Linked DNA regions of Gossypium hirsutum: region 1 is linked to region 2. A link is a contact called in public Hi-C data. All regions are on one chromosome and are shown on one strand. The core of a region is the stretch at or near the end of the contact, and the rest is flanking DNA. Distances in the headings are between cores, read along the strand shown.

Region 1 (3,223 bases), core at 340-2,839, 46 kb after region 2:
ATCGTATAGTTTAAGTTACATAAAAATCAAATTAATCATGTTTATTTAATAATAAATTTATATATTAATAATGTAAGTCACTTATAATATTACAAGAAAAAGAATCAAATTATATTAAATTAAAATAGATATATTAAATCTGAAAAACAATAAATTACAAACATGACTAGACGGCTAGACCTAAAAGGGCATGACAACTTTTAAAAAGAATTAATTTTATATTTAATTTTAAAATAAGAAAAGGCATAAATGTCCTTATAGTTATATTTTTATACTAAAATTTGAGGGTGTTCTTTTATTATCTATATCTATACTCTTTATTTAAAATTTAGATTGAGTTGGTGTTATTCTTAATTAAATTTTATTTAATTGTAAAATTATCAAAATTTCAATATTTTATAAAGTAATAAATATAATTTTAAGGATATTTTTATCCTTTACTATAATTTAAAAAAATATATACACTTGAAAAGATTTAAACTCCATATCTTAAAATCTCTCTTATCTCAACTTTTACCAATTCAACCAAAGCCACATTTGATTCTTATATCAATTATTTTAAATTTGTTACATAAAATTTTCAACCACGTCGTAGATGTGCATAATCTAATTTTGTTAAATATACTCGTATTTAATTAATTTGTGACATTGTCGATTGAGTTTTAACGCAATTAACAGAGGCATTCTTGCCAATGCAGGAGGACGTGGGTTCGAGTGTGCTGAAGTGTATTATCCTCCTATTTATGAGTTGGGGAGGGATTATGGGTAGTTCTAGGCATTATGTCAAAAAGAGTAGATATGATCAGAATTTATAATGATATTAATTTGTTATAAAAATTAATTTGTGACACTAAATTTAGGGGGATTTTAATTTGTGATGCTAAGGGTAAGTTCGATAAACTGAAACATTAAGTACTGAATTCTTACAATTAAATTTTATAAGTGTTGAATCTATATTAAAAATTGTTTGGCAAATTAGTAAATATAAGTACTGAATATAATTATATTATTTGATAAAAGTAAATATTGAGTTTTAGAAGATTATTTAATTTTAATTTTGATCTTATTAATATAATATCTTATTTTATTTTAGATAGTTTTGGATGAAAGATAGAAATGATAATCTGAATATGTCATTTAAAAAAAGTAATTTATTTTATTTTTATAATAAAAATAAAATCTATTTAGTAAGTTCTACATTAAATATAAGTAGTTACCAACCTACTTATTTTATTGAAAATTTTATATTAAGTAAAAAGTTAAAATGAAGATTAAATACATAAATTATTAAATGTTAGAAAATTTTCATTTCATTATACATCCCAACTTTAATATAATGAGATAAAATTTAATATGAATTTAATTAGCCAATTAAATCTTAATTCAATTGATATTAATATTATTATCTCAAAATATGAAAACATATTTATGTTGTTAGAGATTATTGATAATAGATAGATGTAAGTTTTGCAAAATAATAATATGAGGTCAAATTAAAAAAAAGGAAAGTTCCCAGGCCCATCATGTATGCACTGTCACGCACCTTTTTACATTTTCCATCCCTATTTAAACCCCACTCTTCTCTTCGTTCTTCACATTTTAATTCCAAAATTCGCTATAAAACACGTCTTCTTTTTTCTAACACCTCCAAATTTCCCTTAAACCCTTCCTTTTTACCTCACTCAACGCTGCTTTTCAAACCCGCAAAAATAGTTCCCTTCCTTAAGAAATGTGTGGCGGTGCTATCATATCTGAGTTCATCCCGCGGAAAGGCGGCCGCCGCGTGACCGCCGCCGATATCTGGCCTAACTCCCCTTTCGTGAAAATCAATGGCTTTTGCTCTAATCGCGACCACTCAGTCTGCCATTTCAAAAGATCCCAACCCGAACCGCCATCGTCGTTAGGTACCCATTTTTTCCCTTCATACTTTTGCTTTTCGTTTACTTTGGGTTCCTCTGATTGGTGTTTTTTTTTATTGAAGCAGTTGATGAACAAGTGGAGAAGAAACCGAAAAGGCAGAGGAAAAATCTTTACAGAGGCATAAGGCAACGGCCGTGGGGCAAATGGGCGGCCGAGATTCGCGACCCTCGAAAAGGGGTTCGTGTTTGGCTGGGCACTTTCAACACTGCCGAGGAAGCGGCCCGCGCCTACGACCGTGAAGCTCGCAAAATCAGGGGCAAGAAAGCCAAGGTCAATTTCCCCAACGAAGACGACTCCTTCTCCACCCCGTACAATCTGAACCGTTCCACCCACAATTCGAGCCCTTGCGTTTATCAACAGCATATAAACAGTAACTATGGATTCAATTACGATTTGAATGAAATCGGTGGGTACGCAACTGACCCGATCGTTATATCTGGAGATGAAAATAAAGGGTCCGACGACCAAAATGTGAATCTCTGTTACGTCCCTGTGAAGGCTGAGGAACTTGAAGAAGAAGAGAAACGGCGAGAGCCGATGAACAAGGCCGTGTCGGCGGTGGGGGTTCAAGAAGAAAACAATGAAGTGCAGAAACTGTCTGAGGAGCTCATGGCGTACGAGAATTACATGAGATATTATCAAATACCTTATCTGGACGGGGAATCGCCGACCCAAAACGGCGTAGCTCCGCAGGATAGTGTCGTCGGTGAACTTTGGAGCTTCGACGATGACGGCGTTGCTGTTCCGGAGACATCAACGGCTATGTGAGCCGACATTCGTTTACATTTTAATGCGTTTGGGCGTTGTAAATTGGGTGAAAATTAATGATTTTCTGTCATGAATTCGTACCCTTTTTTTAGTTTAGCGTTGATAATTAGGATTTTGGATTAACTTCATGTAATTTTCCCAGATTTGTTTGTGTTTAAAATTGTGAAATACATTTGTAATCAAATGTTTTTTTCCCCCTTATATCTTCATTATATCCTGCAAGAATTTGATTAAACCCCCCCCCCCAAAAAAAAAAGAAGAAAAACTCCGGAAGAGAAAGATGATATATTGTGTTGGATTAATATAATTAATAATGATTTGATTAGGTTGTTTATGGAATGATTACTGTTAATTTTTATGACATTAAAAAGAGTTTATGTGTTGCTAATTCTAGATGAGATTGGCGAACAGCCAAAGAAGCTGGCAAAGGAGAAAGAAAGCGACAACCGACGGGTAATATTCCAAGTAAAAGTGGAAATGGCGGCGCTGTTGGTTTTGGCGCATTATAATCTGTGTCCGAACGAAATGATGTCCA
Region 2 (2,873 bases), core at 145-2,644:
ATGGAGTGGATTCTAAGGCTTATTGAACAAGAGGATATATTTAATCAAGGACCGATACTTAAGGATTCGTAGACAAATGGGGTAATTAAGGGCGGTTATGTCCATCAAGGTTATATGGGGCTAAGTCACCCGGGTTGGTAAAAGAAGAAATCTGTTAAGGACTAACCTGGGGCGGGCAGTGCACCAAGAAATAGGGGCGATAAAAATTTAAAACCTAAGGAAATAAATGTCAGACAACCAATGACCAACATTGGGTCTCCCATTCAAGGTTGTGTGAGAAAGAAAATTGGTTAAGGTGTATTTAGGCATGTGTCCCTAGAGAACCCTTACTCTTAAAGAAATTGACTTATACTATAGATAAAGGAGAAGTCAGTCAACTGTAGGCTGTAAGGAAAAAGGGGAAAGCAAAAGCCTTATCGATATAATTTGCTAAATGCCAGGGCTGACCAAGGAGTGGAAAAATTCTTTTAAACCTTCAACCCCTTAATTTTGAATTTTGACATAGGTTTGTTATGTAGAATCTCACTAAATTTTATTGAGCTTATGAATGTCTGCTTAATTGCAGGATAAGGTTGCCATCAAAAATTGAGTGGAGGGTTGAGCTAAATTTCGCCAACTTGGAAGAGAAAGGGAATGGTTGTCATAACATGCGTATAGAGGGGGTGATCTGAGAGGTTATGCCTAGAGGTTTTAGCCAAGCTATAAATTCTTCGAGTTTTACAGTCAAAATTGTAAATGAAGTTGTTAAGCAGCGATTTTAAAAGATGTATGTGCTAGTATAGACTATTGTGTATAGTTAATTTGTTGAGAACATAATTTAAATATGTTAGTCAGTTATTCATAATTTGTATCATCTAGGACCTAGACTCGGAGAGCCATTTGCTCCGATGCTGAAGACAAACATCTCCTTGATTGGACTTGATAGACAACATATTAGTCTTTCAACCGGTTTGCTTATTTCTGGTTAGACTAAGAATATGTTTAGGTTCATCTACTAATATAAGTTGTCTTTCCATATTACGATTCGACCATATAATACTGCTTAGTATTAGTTAAATGTTAGATAACCAATAAGCCAATATTTGATTCCATTTTGCTTTGCGTACAAAAACCATTGAGGACAATATACAAAGGGTATTAATGTAATTTATGGATAATTTTATTAAACCAATTTGTTCTAAAAAAAATACAATTGTACTTGGATGAAAATGCTATACTTAAGGCACCAGATCCAACAACTATACCAATCAAAATTATGTACAATTGACAGAAAATGTTAATACTATAATTAATTATCCTTAATTACTTACTTTCGAAATTAATAGGGATTAAATTGCTCTAATTTTTTTGAGAGGGACCAATTTTCTCAATATCAAAATTAAGAGAGACTGGAGAGATCTTTTTACCTAGTCCTTCTGCTATGTCTAAATTAAAGATTTAATATCTACAATTTATTTATTAAAAAAATTAAAAATTTACAATCAATCTTACTATGATAAGAAAAAAATAATGAAACGTGTCATGTAGGAAAGGCTTAGGAGTTAGGCCGTTTCATATATGGTAGTGTAGATTTGTATTGCTCCTCTTTTTACCTCAGCCATTGTGTTGGGCATGGAGTTTTTATGTTTATTTAATCCTGAGATTGGGCAAAGTTGTTGGCAGTGTTTTAGGCTCCATGTGGATTTGTTGGGGGCAAGTATCTATACTAATATTAAATATTGATTGAATTAATCTTACAATTTAACTTTATATTAAAAAATAAAAAAAATAATTAATAAATAATAAATATAAAAAATAAATATACGATGGGATTTGAACTTAAAATATCAAACTCTCAAATCTTTAACTTCATTGTTAATTTATATAAATTTTTTAAATAAAATTTGTGATTCACTCACCTTGTGAGTGTTTTCTAATCTAATTTAGATTAAGTAGAGTTGAGTGAAACATTTTGAATTAGTTGAATTAATAAGTCGTGTCAATTATAAATCTATATAAATTTTTACCTAATCAAGTTAATTATGGAATTTAAATTTGATTAAATTTATTAAAGTTAAAATAAATATTCAATTAGGTATAATGTCAATTAATTTTTAATCTTTATATTTTTTATCAATTTGGTTTTAAATTTAGTTATTAATCTTTCAAAAAGAGTCAACTCGCTTTATTTTAATAGAAATGTTGACTAAAATGTTAATTTTTTAATAATGTTGGCGTGGCAACTTGTGTGGCAATCTATGTGTACTTCATTTTGACATAATACTATTTGTCTTATATGTCATATTAACAAATAACTTAAAAATTATAAACATATTCACAAATAAAAAAAATTCAAAAAAATAAAAGTAAAAGTAAAAATTAAAAGTTCAAAAAATTATTATGAAGTATTTGTGGCTTGCCATGCGGGCTATCATGTTTAAAAATTTAATATTTTAGTTAGTATTTCTATTTAAAAAAAACAATTTAACTTTTTCGAAAAAGTTAAAGATCAAATTTATCTCTTTTAAAAAGGTTGATGACCAAATTTAACTCAAGAAAAAAAATCAAATTGATAAAATATATAAACTATATTGAACATTATTCATTCAATTATAGGCACATCAATTTTTACGCAACAAAGAAATATCACTTAAAAACATTAGTAACCAATAGAACCAAATACATAATTTTAAATTGGCTTAATGTAAACTTTAATCATTGAAGTATAAAGCTTTTTTTCATTTTGGTCCTTCAAAGTTTTTGGCTCACTTCAGTTCCTCATGTTATCATACATTACTAATTTAGTCCTTAACGTTATTAAATGTTTTTGATTCAGTCTTTTGGACGTTTAAAAAATGGTTGAGATATTTAGTCCATCATACGTTGCCACATGT

Evidence for each region. A called contact is a pair of places that touch in the nucleus more often than the background predicts.
Region 1: a contact with region 2 is called in a Hi-C map of petal, with 1.6 times the contacts expected there. The contact joins the promoter of LOC121204556 here to the enhancer-like site in region 2. A contact is called at or near these places in 3 of 34 Hi-C or Micro-C datasets (leaf and petal).

Annotation. Positions count from the first base shown.
Region 1 is chrA08:94,567,515-94,570,737 of Gossypium_hirsutum_v2.1, forward strand. LOC121204556 (ethylene-responsive transcription factor ERF071) reads left to right here and starts at 1,590. Exons shown (of 2, transcript XM_041074569.1): 1 at 1,590-1,904; 2 at 1,982-2,889. The coding sequence starts at 1,730. The coding sequence ends at 2,688.
Region 2 is chrA08:94,521,402-94,524,274 of Gossypium_hirsutum_v2.1, forward strand. No RefSeq gene overlaps it. Among protein-coding and RNA genes, the nearest start is that of LOC107926875, 28 kb to the left of the region's middle. Within about 2 kb of position 1,395, at least 1 of the 9 cell types and tissues checked has an H3K27ac peak or open chromatin away from gene starts, as enhancers often do.